Linked DNA regions of Mus musculus: all the other regions are linked to region 1. A link is a contact called in public HiChIP or PLAC-seq and promoter capture Hi-C data. All regions are on one chromosome and are shown on one strand. The core of a region is the stretch at or near the end of the contact, and the rest is flanking DNA. Distances in the headings are between cores, read along the strand shown.

Region 1 (2,803 bases), core at 196-2,695:
CACTGTGCCCAGAGCCTGTGGTCTTAGACAAAGCCTCTTTGGAGCTAGTGACTACGCCTCCTCATCTGAAAACCTGAGCAAACTGTCCCCCGCTTTTGACACTTGCCACCACTTACAGAAACAATTGGTGAGTGGTTTTCTTGAGACATTGGCCAAGGGGCAGAGTTGCTGAGAGGGTCCAAAGACAGAGGGTTTCAGAAGAGCCCCACTCCCCCCCCCCCATCCCCCAGTCCCACTCAAGGGCCCAGCCCTGGACTCTGCCTGGGCCAATTTTCTGACCTAAGTACTAAAAGGAACCTTAAACGCGGTGGATGAGGCTTGCGGCTGGCATCTTGGGCCCCCCACACCCACCCTTGCCCTCTTACTCTCTTTAAGCTTCTCAGTACAAGGGGACTCTCAGGCATCTTCTCTCTTTTCTGCTCTCTGTCCTCAATTGGTCAGTAGATAACTCAGAATAAGAATCTAAAAGTGGAGAAGTCCTTGGCCTGGGTACTCCTGGGGCTCAGGGTAAGGACCAAAACTTAACAGGTTGCTCCACTCAAGCGGTCTCAAGCTTGGCCTCCAAGAACCTTAAAGGGAGAAATTCAGACTTTTCTGGTAAGAGATCCAAGCTAGGCACTTAGGGCTTCTATTGTCATTGATATTAAGTCAGGAAAGAAGAGGTCTCCCAAAAGAGGAGGAAGCTTGGGGCGGGTTCATAGCCCAAACCCCCACCCCCACCCCCCACCCAGGCAGTCTCACGATCACAAAGCTTCTCTACTAGAGATCAAAAATCACTGGGATTTGAGTCAAACAGAAAGAGAGGCCCTTCCGTGACCATTCCCAGAGGCCCCTGGGCTAACACATCAGGTAATCAGGCCCCAAACCCTCTCTTCCAAGACAGCACTCTAGTTCTCAGGTGCGCCCCCCACTCAGCTTTTCTTGGAAGAAGGCTCAGCTCGCCCAGGTTGCCCCCGGCCGTGGCAGGTGGAAAAGAGGAGGCGCCGCGTGGCTCGAAGCGGGGGAACCGCGCGCACCTGCCGCAGGTGAGGCCCAACCATGCGGAAGGGGGCGGAGCCATCTCCGCTGCGCTCAGGTGAGCCGACCCCCAGCTCGCAGGAGCCACGTCCAGGAAAGCTACGAATTTCGACGTGGCTCCCAAGAGGCGACCCAAAGCTGAGAGAGACTACCTCGGAGGCTCCTAGTCCCACGAGGTGCCGCGGCCCCAGGAGAACATTCGAGGCAACGGCGGCGTTGGAGGCCCGGGGTCCGTTCGTTATTTGAATAGCACAAAGGAACCGCCTTGGTCTGATTGGCCAGTCAAGTGGTCCCGGGGAGGGCAGTGGCTGTCAGTCGGAAGGCTCTACACGCTTCTATTGGCTAATCTACAGTGGGGCGGGGCGCTGCTGCCCAGCTAAATAGTTGGGGCCGGGGCCGGCGGAGGCTCATTGCTTTGGCGCCGTCTGGGGAGCGTGAGCCTGCGGGTGGCGCGCAACGCATGGTGGCGACTTCTCTCGGAGTGTCGCCGACCCGCCGACCCGGGCTCGGTTCCCTGTGCCTGGCTCGCCCGGGCGACCAACTGGAGACACACGCAAGGAGCAGCATTCGCAGCACCAGAGGCGGCTGCTCCGCCGCCCGCGTCTCCGCGGGAGCATGGAGTGCGCCCTGGACGCCCAGAGCCTGATCAGCATCTCCCTGCGCAAGATCCACAGCTCCCGGACCCAGCGCGGCGGCATCAAGCTGCACAAGAACCTCCTGGTGTCCTACGTGCTCCGCAACGCGCGCCAGCTCTACCTGAGCGAGCGTTACGCCGAGCTCTACCGGCGCCAGCAGCAGCAGCAGCAACAGCAGCCGCCCCACCACCAGCACCAGCACCTCGCTTACGCGGCGCCCGGAATGCCGGCCAGCGCGGCCGACTTCGGCCCGCTCCAACTTGGCGGCGGCGGGGACGCGGAGGCGCGCGAGCCGGTTGCCCGGCACCAGCTGCACCAGCTCCACCAGCTTCACCAGCTGCACCTCCAGCAGCAGCTGCACCAACACCAACACCCGGCGCCCAGGGGCTGCACGGCGGCGGCGCCGGTGGCGGTGGCCGGGGCGCCCGCGGGCTGCGCGGGGGCGCTCTCGGAGCTGCCCGGGTGCGCTGCGCTCCAGCCGCCGCACGGCGCGCCCCACCGCGGGCAGCACTTGGAGCCGCTGCAGCCGGGTCCCGCGCCGCTGCCGCCGCCCGCGCCCGCCGCGCTCTGCCCGCGGGACCCTCGCGTCCCGGCCGCTTGCTCTGCGCCCTCGGTGCTTCCGGGGGCTGCCCCTTCGACCGTCGCTGCCTCCTCTCCGCCCGCCTCTACAGCCCCTTCCTCATCCACTGGCTTCTACCGGGGCGCGTACCCGGCCCCCTCGGACTTCGGCGTGCACTGCAGCAGCCAGACCACCGTGCTGGACCTGGACACTCACGTGGTGACCACGGTAGAAAACGGCTACTTGCACCAGGACTGCTGCGCCTCCGCCCACTGCCCCTGCTGTGGCCAGGGCGCTCCGGGACCCGGTCTGGCGTCCGCCGCTGGTTGCAAGCGCAAGTATTACCCTGGCCAGGAGGAAGAGGACGACGAAGAGGACGCGGGCGACCTGGGAGCCGAGCCCCCCGGGGGTACCCCATTCGCCCCCTGTAAGCGCGCCCGCTTCGAGGACTTCTGCCCGGACTCGTCCCCGGACGCGTCCAACATCTCAAACTTGATCTCCATCTTTGGCTCGGGCTTCTCGGGGCTGGTGAGCCGACAGCCGGACTCCTCGGAGCAGCCGCCGCCGCTCAACGGGCAGCTGTGCGCCAAGC
Region 2 (2,803 bases), core at 78-2,577, 480 kb before region 1:
GATCTCAGCCCTCAGAAAGCTGGATCCCTAACACCAAAGCCAGCCTGGACTACACGATGAGGCACTGTCTCAGAAAGTATAAATAAAGAGAGGCTAGGCATTTAATCCCAGCCTTTGGAGGGCAGAGGTAGGTAGATCTCTGTGAGTTCCAGGCCTGCCAGACCTACACAGTAAAACTCAGTCAAATAAATAGCAGAAAGCAAAGCAGAGGCCAGATGGAGCACTTCAAGGCAGAGAAAGAAAAGCAGAGGCCAGAGCTACTGAGTAAAGTACCCCAGGCATATGATCAAAAATCGGTAGGTTTTCTTGCCTGGTACACCTTTATCTTCTGCTCATGAGGGAAGTGCAAAGTAGAGACGAACAGGTGGACAAAGTTACTCTTCAGGCCTTTTGGATAAAGGTTTTCAGCCACAATCTGGCTGATAAAATTCTTGCCCGTGCCAGCCCAGCCGTGCAAGGACAGAGTCAATGGTTTCTTGGAATTTTTGTTGTTCCTGAAGCCAGTCAATGCCTTGAGAATCACTTCGGTGGCAAGGTGCTGTCCAAACAGCTTCTCTTCCAAGTCCAGCTTGAGGGCTGCGGAGGCCCGCACCGGAACAAAGAGAAAAACACAGGTTAAAAAAGTACCTGAGTCAGAGGCACAGTTAGCGACTGATCCAGCAGGGCCAGAAGGGATGAAAAATGCAGAGATCTCACAGATCAGAGCCAGAATCATAAGGACCTACAGTCAGATCCTTAAGTGCCAGTTCTCCTTAACATCTAAATGTCAAACAAGCTACACAGATTCTTTCATCCAGGGAAGAACCATTTGGCGGCTGTGCTCCGGGCTAGCTTTCCCGCCACCCCTGATGGCTCGAAAAAAAAACAAACAAACAGCAAGAGCAACAGGCGGGCTTTCTGGATGGAGCTCCACGCCTGGCACCCCCTGGCGGGGCGCACCAGCTGGCCCCGTTGCGTTCAGTTCTCCAGGTGGTCATTGCAAGGCCTGCAAAGGTGTGGCGAGGTCCCGGCCGTGTGTGTCTCCCGCGGCGCCGCATCCAGCAGGAGCGGGAGCCAAGCTCCCAGTGCCCTCCCGCCCGCCCCGACCGGCCCGCGGGCACATACCCGACGTGTTGAGGGGCCGTTCCTCATGGCAGCACTCGGTGAAGCGGCAGTAGAAATCGGTATAGGACAGGTAGCCGGTGAGCGCCGACACGGCCCCGATGGCGATGCCCACGCTTACGGGCTCGAACGCCCCCGCCACGTGGGCGGCCAGCAGCGCCCACAGGGCCGTGGAGCCCCCAAACGCTCCGATTCGTCTCATCGCACGCAGGGAAGCACCGTGCGGCTGCGCTCCGAGCGCAGGATTCAGTCCCAGGGACTGAACTTCCGGTACGGCGCTGTCACTTCCGCTTAGCTAGAAAGCCGCCTTGTTGGAAAGGGGCGGGGAGATTATTGTCACCAACGTTGTGAGTGTCAGGAAACCCTCTAGAGACCATTAAAGGAATTTCATTCCTATCTTTTAGAGGTCCTGTTTGTTTGTTGGTTGGTTTGTTATACAAACACACACACACACACACACACACACACACAGGAGACGGAGAGAGGGAGAGAACGCAGAGATGGATCAGTTGTTAGGGGCACTGACTAGCTCTTCCTGAGGACCTGGGTTCACTTCCAAGCACCCACATTCCTGTTTTGTGACGGTCTCTAACCAGTTCCAGGGGTTCTGCCACTCTCTTTTGGCCTCTGTAAGCACTGCACACACACACACGGGACACAGACATACACGCAAGCAAAACAATCATACACACAACATAATAAAATTATTGGAAAATTATGCACACATAAAAATCAAAAGCCCAGATTGGGCTCCCAGCATCCACATCTGGTGGCTTATGATTGCCTGTACCTCCAGAACTTTTCCTCCGAGCTTTGTGGGCACCTCCACGTATACGGTGCTGTACAGAAGCTCAGGCGTGCACATACATATAAGATAATACATAAATAAATAAAATAATAATAATAATAATAGCAACAATAATGTGTGCTTGTTGTGAGAGAGACAGGGCTGAGCACTAGGGATGTAACGCACATAGGGACACCTGTGGGGGATTCACAAGGGAGACAGACATTTGTCTATGCGCATACCACACAGTGGGCCCCAGGTTGCCCGCTGGGAATTCATCCATGGAGTAGAGTTGGTCCTGCCTTTCAGGACACACAGGCTGTAGGGGAGGCAAGCAAGGGGACAAGGACTACTGAGTCATCAAAGTCCAGGTACTGTGGGGCAGGGAAAGCCTTTGCCTATGCTGAAGATTAGAGGTATTAATCAAAAACCGACGAAGTTGGTCATGCAGAAAACAAGCAGTGGTGTGGTTTATGTAAAGAGTAGAGTTTGTAAACAGCCCGTCTGAAATGTGTGATTACTCCTCCACACGCCTTCATTATATCAACTTGATATAGAATTTGAAGCCACAGGCTTTTTTCCTTTTTGTTTGTTTGTTTGTTTGGGTGTTTTGTTTTGTTTTGTTTTTGGGACAGGGTTTCTCTGCGGAGCCCTGGCTGTCCTTGAACTCACTCTGTAGACCAGGCTGGCCTCGAACTCAGAAATCCGCCTGCCTCTGCCTCCCAAGTGCTGGGATTAAAGGTGTGCGCCACCACCGCCTGGCTGCCACAGGCTTTTAATAGGGACAATACAGCCAACTTGAAGATCATTCCCCAAGGAAATAGATTGTCCATACATACTTGGTCCAGACTTTGCCAAACTTGGTTGAGTTCCTTTAGTAACTAATGTGCAATAAATAACTCGTGAACTCTGGCT
Region 3 (2,803 bases), core at 219-2,718, 450 kb before region 1:
CCAGCTTCCTCATCTCCGGAGTGTGGGTAGGGCTAGGGCGTGGCTCAGTGGATAGAGCGCTGGCCTAGCATATCTGTAGCCCTGAGTTTCACCCCAGCACCTCATAAAGTGTCGCATGCTTGTAACCCTAGTACTTGGGAGGGAGAGACAGAGGTTCAAGGTCATCCTTGACCACAATGCAAGTTCAAGGGCTAGCTGGGGAGTTCTACCTGAAAAACAAAACAAACTAATAAAACCTTAAAGTGAAACCAGCCTGGTGGTACGCACCTTTAATCCAAGTCTCTCTGTCTGGTTGGTCCCTTCTCTGGTGTAGAAAGTGGCTCTTTTCTCTGCTGCTACCAACAGGCTTACAATGGTTCATACATCGCCCGTGGTGGCTTCTGTGGCCAGAACCATATCTGAGGAAGAGCCTGGTCCCAAGTGCAATGAGAGGCCTGCTGGCAGCCAGGGGCTCATCTGGTTGTCACTGAGACACTGGGCTGGGAAGGGGTGGGGTCTTGAGACACCGTGGAGTGGAGTTAGGCGATGGGGAGCCACACACACAGAATGTCTTAAAACCCTAAGGTACCCAGAGAAAGTATGGTCTCCAAGCCCGGGGGTGGAAGAGTCTGAGCCTCTCTGGTTTGTGAAGGCTGACAGCTGCTCTGCTATGGCTGGGGCAGAGAGTCCATGAGACCGCCAGGATAAGCAGACCTCTAGTGGGCATTCACGGTATTGCAGGCAGGTGAGCCAGTCAGCGTTAAAAGCAGTTTTCCAGAGTCGTTTGTGAGTTCATGTCTTTCCATTTAAAATTTATTTTTATTTGTGTGTGTGTGTGTGTGTGTGTGTGTGTGTGTGTGTGTGTGTGTGTGTGTGTGCGTACTTGTCTGAACGTGCACATCATGTATAAAGTGCCCACAGAGACCAGAAGAGGGTGTCAGATTTCCCTGGGACTGGAGTTAGGGGATGTTTGAGTCATCATGTGGGCTCAGGGAACTGAACTTAGGTCCTCTGCAAGCAAGGCAGTGCTCTTTCCCGCTGAGCCGTGTCTCTGTACCAGCTGCTCACAGCTCTAGTTCCTCGTGGTCTATTTGGGCCCATCCCGCCTACCTTCCCATCAGGGCTTCAGAGGAGCACTGGGTGCTGCCATAGGTACCCACTGCTACCTGTGACCAGGTGCTCTCTGCTGTCCAATCAGCTGCACCACGGTGACAGGAGCATGAGTCCTTACAGGGACAATTCCTCATGGCTGCTGGTCTGGGGAAACATATGTCCATCTGGGTATATAAAAGAAATGATGTGTCATAGGGACATGGCAGAGGCCTGAGTTCTGGGCCTTGTCCAGTATATGGTTTGGCTGCCTGCCTGTTAGCCAGGTTTTGGGAGAGCTCTGAAGCCTTCTCTGTCTTCTTCCCTACTACTGCACTGTTGTGGGTGATCACGCGCATCACACATGTGTTCCCAGCCCTTTGGCCTCTATCAGTTCTGACTGTGTGTGTTCCCCGGATGACCCTGTGGGAAGGGCACCAGCCTCACCCAGCTTGGGGAGTGAGGCGTTGTGTAACTCCCCCCACCACCACCACCAAATTTCCCTCCTCTGGCTTGCTGCTAAAGATTTGAAATGTAGGGACATTTGCAAATGAGCCAACTTCCTGAGTGTCTCAGCGGCTGCTGAGTGTTTGTTGATGCTAGGTAAGTGTTGGGGGACTCATTTCCGGCCCCCTGTGGCTGGCTAGATTGGATACAAGCTCATCCTCTGTGTAAGAGCTTAGCCTCAGGAAGGAACATGGCCTAGTTGAATCTCAGTTCTTAAAATAGCAACAGCAGAGTGTGGAGTAAAGGGCTTGCCACACAGGCCTGAGGATCCGAATTAGATCCCCAGGGGCCGTGTGTAAAACCAGTGTGATGGTGCGTGGCTGGAACCCCAGCACTAAGAAGGGGAAGACAGACAGATGCCTGGGGATCCCCGGAGCTCCAGCCAGCCAGCCTCAAATCAGAGAGCTCCAGGCTCAGTGAGAGTCCTTGTCTCAAACAATAACGTGGAAGAGCTGGAGTGGTGGCTGATGGGCGAGAGCACTTTTACCGCTGTTACACAGGCCCTGGGTTTGGCCGGAGGGTCACGACCGCCTGTACCTCCAGCTCCAGTGGACTGTATACCCCCAGCAAGCACCCACACATGTGGCACACACTCAGCTAGATATAGGCACGGAAAATTCAACTTCAGCCCCTGGCCTCTGCGTGCATGTACACACCAGGCATGTGCACAGACATGTACACACACACACACACACACACACCAACAGCAACAGCAACAATAACTAACCCTTAGGACACTCACAACTCCTGCAGAGCCTGGAACATCCCACGAGAGTGAGAGGCCAGCTACTTTCATGCATGTTTTATAGACAGAAGCTGAGGCTCAGAGAGGCACACTATATAGGAACTAGATGTTGGATCCGACATGGGCTCCTTCTTGCTTCTCAGCCAACTCAAACCCAACAGCTTGAGTTTGACCCTGGGACCCACATGCTGGAAGGAGAGAACTGATTCCTGCAAGCTGTCCTCTGCCTTCCATACTCCAGCTGTGGCACTCACCCCTCCCCCATAAAGTAAATAAAAATATCGATTTAATGTATAGTATAGTCAGAGGAAAATAATGTTTCACACGGAAACACCTTCCAGCTGGCACAGTTATTGCTGATGGGCATTTGAGGAGCCTCAGTTTGTCATTACAGAGCCCTGCTCTGCCCATGATGGCCATCACAAGTCAGACGTGGTCATTGAGTACCCAAAACAGAGTGAGTCCAGGAAGCCAGTGGAGATA
Region 4 (2,803 bases), core at 173-2,672, 430 kb before region 1:
CCTATTCAAGCTGGTGGAGTGTACCTTTCCCTACTGAGCCATCTCATCAGCCCTGACTTTTGAGACAGGGTTTATTTAATATATCCTAGGCTGGCCTCACGTTCACTATGTAACCAAGGATGGCCGGACATATATCTCCAACCAAGACCCTTATAGTTCCAGCAACTGCTATGGTGTGTGTGTGTGTGTGTGTGTGTGTGTGAGAGAGAGAGAGAGAGAGAGAGAGAGAGAGAGAGACAAGATAGTCAGTTTCATTTTATAGCTAGGGAAATTGGATCAGAGCCCAGAGCTACATTGGTGCTCTAAGGACTGGCTAAGTTTACAGCCGAGTGGGGTTCAGGCTAGTTGCCCCTAGATCTCTTGCTTTGAGGCATGCATGGCAGGCTGATGGTGATGTTCCTTTGGCCTGATTACTGTTCTTTACGATCTAGCTGACTGACGAAGGGAGCGAGCAGGGAAGGTGTGTATTTGTAATTTGCTGGCAGCAGAGGCAGGGGGATGCTCGGAGCTCACTGGCCCGTCAGGCTGGCAGAATGATGAGCTCTGGAGCAGTGGAAGATCAGACCTCAAAATGTAACAGGGCCAGGCTGTACTGGTGCATGCCCTTCGTCGCAGCACTGGAAGGGCCAAAGCAGGGAGCTCTCTGAGTTCCAGGCCATGGGGGGTAGATAGTGAGGTTCTCTCTCTCTCTCTCAAAAAAGGAAAAGAGAAAAGTTAGGTGCTTAGGCTAGTGAGACCTGAATGTGACTCACATGGCAGAACAAAACCATCATCAGCAAGTTATCTTCTGACTTTCATACAGGTACTGTGGCACACAATAAATAAATAAACATAATTTTAAAAGAAATTAAAAATTAAGATGGACATTGAGAAAGTCATGTGACAGCAGCTACTGGCTTCCACGCAAAGGTGCACACACGTGAATATCCCCACCCATATGCAAATACACACACACACACACACACACACACACACACACACACGAATTGGTAATTGGGGGTCTGTGTCCTGTTAGAGGATGGCAGAAGGATCTGTCTCCTCACCTTCCATCTTGCAGAGACAACCCACCTCCATGGCTGCATGTCCAGCATTACAGCGGCCACACATTAGCATAAATGCCCTGGTTCTCACGCTCTTTCGGAAGGTGGGCATGGGTCAGTGATATGCAGACTGGGGTCGGAGACCTGATGTTAAGTGAGAAAACACTCTATGTAGTCTGAGGCTTTCAAAAGAACAATGGTCCTGAGCCAAGGATGGCGTGGGACACCTCCATTCCTCTGCTTCCCACCCCCCACCCGGACACTTGGAGCAGAAGTCTCTGGGTTCCTTCTTGACTTGAGCAGGGGGCCTGCTGCGGGTGATCAGGGTGGGCGGGGAGTGGGCGGGGGTGACCGCCTACTCAGGACTTGGCCCGCCTCCTCCTCTCCATAAGCCGCCTGTGGGACAGTCTCACTCTCAGTCCCGGTGTCCCCGAGTTGAAGTCCAGGCCGGCTAGCCGAGATGCCTTCCCCGGGCCTGGTGATGGAGAGCGGCCAGGTGCTCCCGGCCTTTCTGCTCTGCAGCACACTGCTGGTCATCAAGATGTACGCGGTGGCTGTCATCACAGGCCAGATGAGGCTGCGGAAGAAGGTACGTTCGCTGGTGGAGTGGGGGGGGGGGGGGGCGCTGGAGGAGAAGGGGATCAGCACTCTGCTGGCTTTTCCCTGCAAGAAAAGTCTAGGGACTGAAAAAACGTGGCCGAGATGTGTATGCCGGCGTGCGGTGGGAGCTGCTTCAAGGCTGCCGCCACCACAGCCCTTCTGGGAGCTGGCTTAGCCTTCAGCTCCTGAACCCTCTTGGTTTGAGAGTACTGGGGGGCTCCCTTGCGAGTGGAGCACAGGGACTCTTGACAGCGAGAGGTGTCTGGACCTGGCAGTTTCCCGGCAGGCAGGGAGATCTCATATCTGGGTGGAGTGGGAACCCGCAACGCAGGAGCCTAAGAAGTCTTTCCGTGGAAATTCCCACTCCCCATGGACGCCGCACACACTTGTGGCACCCTAGAGGGTGCCTTGAGGGACCACAGACATTCTCTGGTCCCAGTCCCGGCAAAGAAACCAAAGTAAAAGAACCTACGTGGAGCTGGTGGGAGTGGCCAGGGCTCCCAGACCCCTTCTAGGGGTCCATTGGAAGCGCCTAGAAAGTAGAAGCAGTGAATCATCTGCCCTTTACAGACACTTCCCCCTAAACCAACATCTGTCCAGCCCAGAGGCGAGGGACTCGGAGTACGGGGATGGGACGGGGTGGGCCGCTTGCCCTCCTGCCAGGTTCAGCCCCTGCCTGGGGCAGGTACTGACAGGAATGAAGGCAGGGCCACCCCTGACTGACTGACTGTCTCTCATTCTTCTGCTTTGGTTTGTCCTGGGACACAGATGCCAGGGAGAGATAGCTACATTCTGTTCTTGTCCCTTCTGTAGGGCCCCCAAAGTTGAGCACTAAGTCACCACCAGGAAGGCAGTAGGAGTTAGCTTACCCTGGTTTTCCAGTGAGTTAAGGAGAGGTCTGCCTACTATGGGATCCTTCCATCCCCTTTGAAGTTAACTCTGGCTCCCGAGCCTGACTTCCTCTAGGGCTCCTCTCCCCATGGGAGATGCAGGGGTGGAGGAAAGCCTTCTCTGCTTTGGGCCCTGGGCTCCTCTATTTCTGCCAAGTGGGACCAGGGAATCACACTCTGCATTGAGAGGACGGGAGCCGGCTCAGGATCCTCTCCCCAGCAGCCTGGAGATGTGGCTCTGAGAGGAAGCTGGAGACTTGAATGGTGAACACA
Region 5 (2,803 bases), core at 198-2,697, 410 kb before region 1:
TCGGGTGCTCTTACCCACTGAGCCATCTCACCAGCCCAACCTGACACTATTACTAATGCTATGATGTGCTTACAGACATGAGTCTGGCATGGTTGTCCCCTGAGAGGCTCTACCAGCGATGACTGAGACAGAGGCAGATACCTACACCCAACCATTGGACTGAAGTCGGGGACCCCTATGGTTGAATTAGGGGAAAGACTGAAGAAGCTGAACGGGAGGGTGACCCCATAGGAAGACCAGCAGTTTCAATTAACCCAGACAACTGAGATCTCTCAGATACTGAGCCACCAACCAGGTAGCGTATATGGGCTGGTCTGAGGCAGCCAGCACATATATAGCAGAGGTCTGCATGGTCTGGCCTCAGTGGGAGAAGATGTACTTAATCCTTGAGAGACTTGAGGTTCCAGGGAAGGGGGAAGCCTGGATGGGAGCACCCTCTCAGAGGCAAGGGGGAGGAGGAATGGGATGAGGAACAGTGGAAGGGGGGATCGGGAGGGGAGCAATGACTGGAGTGTAAATAAATGATAAAATAATTGAAAAAGAAAAGACTGTGTATCTCTTTTGCATATGTCAAATGAGTTCAGATGCCCACAGAAGTCTGAAGAGAGCATTGGGTCTCCTGGAGCTGGAATGATGGAAGATTGTAAGCAGCTCAGTGTGTTCTGGGAATTAAACTCAGCTCCTCTGGAAGAGCAACAAGTGATCTTAACTACAGAGCCGTCTTTCTAGCCACGTAATGCTCAGTTTAAATTATCAACTTGATATAATATGGAATCACCTACGGAGAAAAGTCTCATGAGGTGTTTTCTGGATCAGGTTGCCTGTGGCAGACTGTGGCAGACTGTCTTGATTACATTAAATGATGTGAGAAAGCCGGGCGTGGTGGCACACGCCTTTAATCCCAGCACTTGGGAGGCAGAGGCAGGCAGATTTCTGAGTTCAAGGCCAGCCTGGTCTACAGAGTAAGTTCCAGGACAGCCAGGGCTATACAGAGAGACCCTGTCTCAAAAAACAAAACAAAACCAAAAACAAACAAACAAACAAAAAGATGTGAGAAGACCCACCCATTGTGGGCAACACCATTCCCTACGCTTGGGGGTGGGGACTCTAACATACATGTGGTGTCCCTCTCTGCTCTTAACTGTGGATGTGACCAGCTGATGCAAGATCCTGGCACCTTGACTTCTCCACAGTGCTGGCTGTCTCCTGGAATGATGAGCTAATATAAATCCTTTCTCCCTTCAGTTGCTTTTTGCCAGCATATTTCGTCCCATCAACTAGAAAAGAAACTAGGGTACCCTCCGTGGACGCCACACTTCCACATGCTCAGCAGCAAGAGTCTAATCCCTGCACCCCTCTCCACACTCTAGGAATGGTCACCCCTCTTCCACACCCCCATGGAGTGAAAGGGATGTGCCCTGGCCACCATCCAGCAAGACTCCTAAAGAAGCCTTTTGCCCTTCCTCCTGCAGGAGGACCACACCCAAAGCACTTGTCAGGCGTGCAGGCTGCGAGCCCCACTGTGGCTGCCGAATGAGCCAGCCCAGGCCAAGTGTTGCTGTTAGACTTCTGTCTACCAGGAGGGCTAGAATTCAGGCCACCCAGGTCCTGCCTGGCATCCTCTGGGAGCACCCTCTGGGAGCACCCGTCTTGCCCTTCTGAAGCCTCGTGGAGCTTACGAAAAATGGTTTTATTCCTTAAAGACAAAAGCTTTTTGGTTTTAATACATAAGTAAGTGAGTTCCTTGGCGGACTCCAGCTCCGCCTTCTGGCCAGGCCACTCCAGGGGCCTTAGGCCACAATCTCAGCCACCATAGCAGTGACTTGTTCAACTGCTTCCAGCACCCAACAGGCCTCTGGAACTCAGGAAGCTGTGATGGAGAAAAGGCACGGGAGAGGCTGCCCAGTTTGTCTGAGGACAGAGACAGACAAGGCTACTGCCTTTGCTGCAGTCTGCCATTGGGCCAGGGAGGAAGCTGGACCCAATGCACAGTCAGTTCACTGTGGGCACCTGGCTGTGGTGTAGGCTGAACTCTTTGGCCTTGAGGCGAAGGCTGGCGATGCTGTTGGCCATGTTGACTCCAGGAGTTGCAGGACTTGAACCTCCGGGGCTATAGGGAGGCACGGAGCTGGGGAGACAGGAAACACAGGTCCCAGTTGGTGGGTCTGGCTAGTCTTACTTCCCCTGATGAGCTCAGGGTAGCCCAGGCCAGGGTTGCAGGGTTGGGGGAGGAGACAAGCTTCCAGACATAGCACTTGGTCAAAAGAGCCTCACCAGTGGACACCACTATAATCCCAACACCTCTAGTGCTGAGGCAGGAGGATGGCCCAGGCTACAGCGTGGGATGTTTACCATTTATTTATAGACATTCCTCTCTGGATTGTGACCCTCCTGAGAGTGGGACATGTGCCCAGTACCCTAGTACTACTCTGTGACCAAGCGCTTCTGGGTGAGAATAGGTCAGGGAAGGGGGTTGGAGATCCAGGGGGCCCACAATACCCCCTCCCAAGGCTCACAGCTCCCACAGAGCCTGCTATACTGGTGAGGAGACAGAACTCTGGAAGCTATAAGATCTGGTGGCCCAATTAGCAATCTGTCTTTCCCTCCTGGCCATCTTGGAGGGAGCCATTATTTTTTAAGATTAATCTTATGTTTTATTTATATGTATGAGTGCTTGCTTACATGTAACTCAGTATACCACGTGAGTATTTCCAGCCCAAGGAAGGAGCTTTTTTTACTTTATTCTTTCTATCTATCTATCTATCTATCTATCTATCTATCTATCTATCTATCTATCTATCTA
Region 6 (2,803 bases), core at 193-2,692, 390 kb before region 1:
TTGCCTCCCCACGGTGAACTTTGGTTTGACAATCTTATAAGGAAGGGGTGGGTGTTGCTTAAGTCTCCCCAAGAAAGACATTCCAGAAACACCCACATTTGCCATGTCTTAGGCAAGTTACTTTAACTGCCCTCTCTAAATGGCTGTTTCTAACTTGGAATTTGCAGAGAAAAGGGTGCCAGGAACACAGAGGTCTCGCTCCTAGGTATCTCTTAGCATCTCAGAGATCAGCTCCCTCCTTCCTATGATACTTCATGGCGAAAGGAGTAGAAATGCAGGAACACACACACAAAGGAGTGGAAATGCAGGAACACACACATGCATACATGTGCATGTTCACACACATATATGCACAAACACACATGTGCACACAGACACATGCATGCATGTGCATGCTCATGCACATACATGCACATACACACATGCACACATGGACACTCACACACACACACACATGCACATACACAGGGCAAGTCCACCAGCTTCACTGATTTTCTGAAGTTTGATGCTAAGCACCTAGTCCCCAGAGCCTTCAGGCACAAATTGGATTCTATCTCTAAACCATTGTTCCCTCTCTGCCTCCACCCCTGTTCTTTGGATCTCAGTTTCTCTGAGAAGTGGGCTTATGAGTCGTCCTCTAAGGTTTTGGAAGAGGTTTAGGGGTTGCTGGAGTTCTTGGAGTTTGGACTGTCCCCAGCCCTGGCTACTTGGCCTCTGCAAACGCCTGGGGTGTCTCCACCCAACAGCATCAAGAAGCAATTGGTTTGGTCTGGAGAGATGGCTCAGTGGTTAAGAGCACTGACTGCTCTTCCAGAGGTCCTGAGTTCAATTCCCAGTAACCACATGGTGGCTCACAGCCATCTGTAATGGCCCTCTTCTGGTGTGTGGACAAATAAATAAATAAATAAATAAATAAATAAATAAATAAATAAATAAAAAAGCAATTGGCTTGTTGGGTAGGGATAGGCAGCCCTCCTTTCTCTCCTACATCAGAACCAGGGAGCTTGGAGTCTCCTCAGAGCTGGACCACTCTTTCCCAACCACTCAACAGAAAGGATGCAAACCACACCCACTTCCCTCCCCTAAGAACAAGGCAAGCACCTCTTCAGGAGCCAACCTGGGCTAGCCTGGCCTCCCCGGAGATGGGTTTTACCCACATTGTTTTCTTCTCTCCTCTACCAACCTAGGACATAGTAGGTCACACTTGGAAGCCCAGAGACCATCGCAAAGCTGGAATGGGGACATCAGAGTTGGGGCTGCAGGTGTGTCGCTGGGCCAGGCCTCAATGAGATCCCTTGTTCTGGTCTGGTGGATGACAGACAAGCCCATGGCAGAATCGGGGTTTCAAAGCCGCACCCCCTTTTCTCCTCCCCTTCCCAACTGGCAGCCCCTAAGATGACTCAGCTTTAAAACAGCTTATGCAGGATTTAAGCAAACAAACTCTGGGGGCGGGAGGGTCCTCAGCACGCAAGGAGCAGGAACGGCTGAGGGCTGGCTTTTGGGATGCCCCTTCTCTCAGCCGGTCCCGAGTCCTGTTCTCGTCACTCCGGCCTGGGGTCGCAGGACCCCGGGGACCGCGCCCTCAGACGCCTGCCATGTGTGCGCCAGGCCGAGCGTGCGAGCCGCCGGGGCGGCCAGGGCGGCGCCGCCACATCTGGTTCCAGGCGCGGCCCTGGCGCCGGCCTCGCCGCAGCCCCGCGGCCCAGACACCGTTAACAGCCTGGCGCGCCCTGCCCTGTCGCATCCCGGGTACTACCGTCACCATCCCCATCCCCCACCACGGCCCAGGAAGGGAAACTGAGGCTGGGAGGTCCTATGGAGAAATGGCACAGCAGAGAAGGCACTGGGCTAGACCCCATCCTCGGCTGTAAGACACCCTGTCACCCCAAAGTAGCAGTCATGCAGCCCCTCCTTCTCCGGGACCCTTAGACCTTGCGCCTAGAGGATGTGAGGTTTTGTGGGATGCTCCAGGATCGTGGGTGACCAAACTCCATCCATTCGCCAGCAGAGCTCCAGAGAACAACCAGGTTCTTTGGTGTGCCTGAGAGCTGCCCTGCCCTACAAAGGCCTTTCTGGGCATCAAAGGAAGAGCCTAGTTGGTCTGTAGACGAGACTATGATCTTTAGGGGCAGTCTGTCACACTCCAGTATCTGGTGATAGATTGCAGTTAGCTACAACGGGCTACTGAGTGGCAGTCCTGGCACCTCTGGCTGCTCACAACGACACATATGTGCTTGCACACTGCGAGGGCTTCTTGTCTCTGGCTCCTGCAGTTTTTCTACAGAGGGGCTTTCTAAGGAGGTGGGGCCACATCAAAGCCAGCACTCACCTTTTTCTGAGCTGCACACTGGCAGAACAGAAGAACCCGGCCCCATTCATTCACCCCCAAACCCACTTGGGAGACTTGCTCACCCAGGAATGAGAAAGTCTGGATTGTAGAACAAAACCAATTTGCAGACTTGTGAGGAGGGAAGGTGCTCTCCCATGGGAGGTTAATGCCCTGCCCTGAGACCCGTACAGACAGTTTTACTCTCAGTTAATCCACCTGCAGGGGATGGGCGGGTCAGGAGTCACGTTCTCTTGACCACTATTCTAAGAAGTGGAAGTGGGAGGGGGCATGGAGGGTGTGTGTGTGTCTGTATGTGAAAGAGAGACAGAGACAAAGAGACAGAGACTAAGAGACAGAGAGACAGAGACAAAGAGACAGAGACAGGCTGGGGCTGGGGCAGCTGGCCATCAGGGACCATTCATCAACTTATCTGTCACCTCCTCATCCTGGCTCTCCAGAAAGGCCACTTTATGT
Region 7 (2,803 bases), core at 176-2,675, 370 kb before region 1:
ACCTGAGAGCAGAGGCTCCCAGCTTGCTTGAGCATCCCTCTAACCATGATCTTCCACAGGAAGTGGAGTCCTTAGGGTGGGTGGGAAGGTGTGGGGGGCGGATACCAACCCCTGTTCTGTCAGCTCCCCACACAAACTCCCTCTTCTTTGAAAAGCTGAGCTGAGGACTTTATAATCCTGTGTGACTTTGTGTGTGTGTGTGTGTGTGTGTGTGTGTGTGTGTGTGTGTGCGCGCGCGCGCGTGGTGGTATTGGGTGGACTGGTTGTTTTTAAAGCCCCTTCCAGATGACCTTTAACCTCTGCTGGGGAAATAGGCCTAGCTAGCTGTCCTGAGAGATCCTCCACCCCAAACTGGTGGGCGTGGTTGTGCAGATATCTCCACCCCACAAACCCTCTGAAGACTTGTCTTAGTTTGAAGGTCCTAGACTAAGTTTGGCTTAGTGGCTCGGCCTCTCCACAGCCTCAGTTTCCCCCAGCAGCAAAGGCACCAGCTTCTGAGGGTAGGCTGGTATGGAGTGCAAGGGAAGCCAGCTTTCCCCAAGTCACACATCCTCAAGATTGTAAGTGGATCTGGTTCAAAGAGGGTCTCCCCTGAAGGAGGGACTTTTGAAACAACAGCAGGTCACCTCTCACCACACCACTGGACTGTGGTTTCTGTGATTGTGGCTCCCACTGTGAACAATCCAGTCCTCCAGTGCCCACAGCTGAGATCCTGCAGCTAGGGGGTTCCTTTAGCTGCTCTGGTCCACAGCCACAGTCTCGCAAACCCTGTGTCCCCACAGCCCAGGGATCCCACAGCCAGGGTTCAACAGTCCACTAGTCCTGCAGTCCATGGTCTCTGTAGCTGGGATCTTGGAGCTAGCTCTCTCTCTCTCTCTCTCTCTCTCTCTCTCTCTGTGTGTGTGTGTGTGTGTGTTGTCCCATTATCCGCCGATCCCACAGTCACAGTCGCACAAGCCAAAGACTCCACCAACTAAAAGTTCCAGAGCTAGTGGATCCTGCAGCCAGTGAACTCCTCAGCCCGAGTTACTTAAGGAAGGGATCCCTGGACCCGGAGTGCTGTAGTCCGAGTCCCGCCGCCCCTGCCCGGTTCCCACGCCGCACACTCACCGTCCTGCGGCGCCGCCTCGCTGCCGCTGCTGCCCCCGGACGGTTCGCGCGCCGCTCCCTCCCGCGCCTCGGCGGGCCCCGAAACGGGCCCCGCAGCCCTGCGCCCAGCAGCCGCCACCTCCTCCAGGTCCAGGAGGTGGCTCACCGAGAAGTTCTTGCGCGCCTGGGCGCAATCGCCGGGTGCGGGCGGGGGCCCCGGGCCGGGCGCTGGCGGGTCTAGGGCGAAGGCGGCGGCCGCGCTGTCCATGCCCTGGCCGCGCCTCTGCCGGCCGCCGCCGCCTCCCGCTGCTCACTGTGCCGGATCTCAAGTCAGTCGGTCGGGGACCCGAACTTTCTGCCCTCCCCTACGGGCGGACCGCTCACTAGCCAGCGGCCCGGGCCACACGCCCCTTGTCGGGGCGGACCTCGCCCCTGGCTCCCCTCCCCGCGTCCTGCGCCGTCCGGCGGGAGGCGGGGCCAGGCCGGGGTCCTCGGACTCCCAGAAGCAGTTTAGGGGGTGCCCAAATCCCGTGGGGAGGGGTCTTTAAATATCTCAACCAGAGTCTCTGGAGGTGATGGGTGGGGAATCCGCCTCTGTTTGTTGCATATTGGGGGTGGGGCACCCCAAGAAAGTTGACAGATCCTGTCCCCTCCAGTCCACTCCTTCTTAGACAGGGTCTCATATATTGCAGATTAGCCTCGAATTTGCTACGGAGCCAGGAGCGGCCTTGAACGCTTCCCAGATTGTCCCTCATTGTTCCCACACTGATGGAAAGAAGGAGAAGTTTTCGAGGACCACCCCGCTCCCTCCATGCCGAAAGGAAGGTTCGGGCATGGAGGCTGGGCCTTTTCTCTCATGTTGCAGTGGGTGACACTTATGCGCCTGTCCCCAGAATAGGTTCTCCTAAGGACCAACCAAGTAGGAAGGGGCGAGCTTCTGGGGTGCACAAGGAAGAGACTCAGCAAGGATCATAGATGAATGACAGCGGAGGGAAAGACAAACCAGGTCTATCTTTTATGTAACTTTTTCAAGAAAGACCAGAGAACCAGCGGGTGAGAAGAACGGAGACTCTTCAGGGCTCCAAATACCCCAAGTCTTACCCCAAAACTATTTTCACTCCCCTTGCTACTGCCAGAAAGACATGAAGTCATAGCACCAAAGAGAACACAAGGAGGTCTTCAGGGTGTCAGAGGCGGGCAGCAGGAAACCGTCTCGAGACCCACCCTGGAGACTCTGACCCACCCCGGGGTACCCTGAGTCTCTGCCAAGGACACAGGGATATTGCAAAGGGTCTGAGAAACGATCTAGCTCCTGTTCCCTTGCAGGACAGACCAGGAAAAGCTAAAGCTCATTTTAGTGCTCAGAGAACGACTGAAGTTGGCCTGTCCAAGCTCTTGTTTACTGCGCAAAGTGAGGTCCAGAGCCTATATACGTTGCATTAGGGTCTGGGGAGCGCTGTGGCCACAGTGGTATCCTTCATCTCATGTAGTCACCATTCAGAGCACGATGAGCAGAGATGTCCTACATCAATGCTCGGGCTCCAGCCTCCTGTGTTAATATCAAGACTGTGCTTGGACCTTGAGCAAGTATCTGAGACCCTAGTTTCCTTGATTGCCGAATAAATTATTGAGAGGAGTAAAGAAGTGGAGATGAGGGCAAGGGAGAAATGCTTGCTGTGTGAACACAATGTCACAAGTAAAGGCCAATCGCAGT

Evidence for each region. Promoter capture Hi-C pulls out the DNA fragments that hold promoters and counts their contacts. HiChIP or PLAC-seq counts read pairs in DNA pulled down with a chosen protein or histone mark.
Region 2: a contact with region 1 is called in a promoter capture Hi-C map of hematopoietic stem and progenitor cells, with 4 times the contacts expected there. The contact joins the promoter of Tor1b here to the promoter of Ier5l in region 1. A contact is called at or near these places in 23 of 39 promoter capture datasets (the 3T3-L1 cell line, 3T3-L1-derived adipocytes, the C10 cell line and 15 more), 1 of 15 datasets of contacts at CTCF or cohesin (the NIH/3T3 cell line), 2 of 484 Hi-C or Micro-C datasets (embryonic fibroblasts and stem cell-derived neural stem cells), 20 of 115 datasets of contacts at active chromatin or transcription factors (astrocytes, bone marrow-derived macrophages, craniofacial prominence and 14 more) and 5 of 9 other capture datasets (adipose tissue, embryonic stem cells, liver and 2 more).
Region 3: an H3K4me3 HiChIP or PLAC-seq map of embryonic stem cells shows a contact between it and region 1, with 15 read pairs. The contact joins the enhancer-like site here to the promoter of Ier5l in region 1. A contact is called at or near these places in 20 of 39 promoter capture datasets (the 3T3-L1 cell line, 3T3-L1-derived adipocytes, the C10 cell line and 14 more), 3 of 15 datasets of contacts at CTCF or cohesin (the NIH/3T3 cell line, embryonic stem cells and large pre-B cells), 17 of 484 Hi-C or Micro-C datasets (the HL-1 cell line, embryonic fibroblasts, embryonic stem cells and 8 more), 36 of 115 datasets of contacts at active chromatin or transcription factors (SST interneurons, Th17 cells, bone marrow-derived dendritic cells and 21 more) and 2 of 9 other capture datasets (adipose tissue and embryonic stem cells).
Region 4: a FOXA1 HiChIP or PLAC-seq map of pancreatic cancer cells shows a contact between it and region 1. The contact joins the promoter of Ptges here to the promoter of Ier5l in region 1. A contact is called at or near these places in 9 of 39 promoter capture datasets (the 3T3-L1 cell line, the C10 cell line, cranial neural crest and 5 more), 3 of 484 Hi-C or Micro-C datasets (the G1E-ER4 cell line, bone marrow-derived macrophages and embryonic stem cells), 21 of 115 datasets of contacts at active chromatin or transcription factors (SST interneurons, VIP interneurons, bone marrow-derived macrophages and 12 more) and 2 of 9 other capture datasets (embryonic stem cells and liver).
Region 5: an H3K4me3 HiChIP or PLAC-seq map of embryonic stem cells shows a contact between it and region 1, with 2.7 times the contacts expected there. The contact joins the enhancer-like site here to the promoter of Ier5l in region 1. A contact is called at or near these places in 10 of 39 promoter capture datasets (cranial neural crest, embryonic stem cells, frontonasal cranial neural crest and 4 more), 1 of 484 Hi-C or Micro-C datasets (embryonic stem cells), 20 of 115 datasets of contacts at active chromatin or transcription factors (SST interneurons, bone marrow-derived macrophages, craniofacial prominence and 12 more) and 2 of 9 other capture datasets (embryonic stem cells and liver).
Region 6: an H3K4me3 HiChIP or PLAC-seq map of embryonic limb bud shows a contact between it and region 1, with 7 times the contacts expected there. The contact joins the enhancer-like site here to the promoter of Ier5l in region 1. A contact is called at or near these places in 9 of 39 promoter capture datasets (the C10 cell line, cranial neural crest, embryonic stem cells and 4 more), 1 of 484 Hi-C or Micro-C datasets (bone marrow-derived macrophages) and 14 of 115 datasets of contacts at active chromatin or transcription factors (embryonic basal ganglia, embryonic forebrain, embryonic limb bud and 9 more).
Region 7: an H3K4me3 HiChIP or PLAC-seq map of embryonic stem cells shows a contact between it and region 1, with 23 read pairs. The contact joins the promoter of Prrx2 here to the promoter of Ier5l in region 1. A contact is called at or near these places in 13 of 39 promoter capture datasets (the C10 cell line, the HPC-7 cell line, cranial neural crest and 8 more), 1 of 15 datasets of contacts at CTCF or cohesin (the NIH/3T3 cell line), 7 of 484 Hi-C or Micro-C datasets (the G1E-ER4 cell line, bone marrow-derived macrophages, cardiomyocytes and 4 more), 21 of 115 datasets of contacts at active chromatin or transcription factors (the NIH/3T3 cell line, craniofacial prominence, embryonic basal ganglia and 14 more) and 4 of 9 other capture datasets (adipose tissue, embryonic stem cells, liver and 1 more).

Annotation. Positions count from the first base shown.
Region 1 is chr2:30,472,841-30,475,643 of GRCm38.p6, reverse strand. It overlaps Ier5l (immediate early response 5-like), which reads left to right and starts at 1,445. Exons shown (of 1, transcript NM_030244.3): 1 at 1,445-2,803. The coding sequence starts at 1,633. It overlaps Gm31291 (a long non-coding RNA gene), which reads right to left and starts at 1,336. Exons shown (of 7, transcript XR_003954013.1): 1 at 1,170-1,336; 2 at 366-569.
Region 2 is chr2:30,951,525-30,954,327 of GRCm38.p6, reverse strand. Tor1b (torsin family 1, member B) reads right to left here and starts at 1,327. Exons shown (of 5, transcript NM_133673.3): 1 at 1,105-1,327; 2 at 311-576. The coding sequence starts at 1,303.
Region 3 is chr2:30,926,261-30,929,063 of GRCm38.p6, reverse strand. It overlaps a transcript of Ptges not described here. Among named protein-coding and RNA genes, the nearest start is that of Ptges, 24 kb to the right of the region's middle. Within about 2 kb of position 1,468, at least 92 of the 459 cell types and tissues checked have an H3K27ac peak or open chromatin away from gene starts, as enhancers often do. A contact at or near this core is called in 3T3-L1-derived adipocytes, the HL-1 cell line, the NIH/3T3 cell line and 11 more, where this site is marked.
Region 4 is chr2:30,901,916-30,904,718 of GRCm38.p6, reverse strand. Ptges (prostaglandin E synthase) reads left to right here and starts at 1,422. Exons shown (of 3, transcript NM_022415.3): 1 at 1,422-1,629. The coding sequence starts at 1,501. Gm52550 (a long non-coding RNA gene) reads right to left here and starts at 1,464. Exons shown (of 3, transcript XR_003954020.1): 1 at 1,400-1,464; 2 at 1,069-1,184; 3 at 245-691.
Region 5 is chr2:30,880,120-30,882,922 of GRCm38.p6, reverse strand. It overlaps Prrx2 (paired related homeobox 2), which reads right to left. Exons shown (of 4, transcript NM_009116.2): 4 at 1,676-2,128. The coding sequence ends at 1,993. Among named protein-coding and RNA genes, the nearest start is that of Gm52550, 22 kb to the left of the region's middle. Within about 2 kb of position 1,447, at least 4 of the 459 cell types and tissues checked have an H3K27ac peak or open chromatin away from gene starts, as enhancers often do. A contact at or near this core is called in embryonic stem cells, where this site is marked.
Region 6 is chr2:30,863,905-30,866,707 of GRCm38.p6, reverse strand. The region is part of intron 1 of Prrx2 (paired related homeobox 2); the gene reads right to left. Among named protein-coding and RNA genes, the nearest start is that of Prrx2, 20 kb to the right of the region's middle. Within about 2 kb of position 1,442, at least 100 of the 459 cell types and tissues checked have an H3K27ac peak or open chromatin away from gene starts, as enhancers often do. A contact at or near this core is called in embryonic limb bud, embryonic stem cells, fibro-adipogenic progenitors and 2 more, where this site is marked.
Region 7 is chr2:30,843,989-30,846,791 of GRCm38.p6, reverse strand. It overlaps Prrx2 (paired related homeobox 2), which reads right to left and starts at 1,425. Exons shown (of 4, transcript NM_009116.2): 1 at 1,111-1,425. The coding sequence starts at 1,357.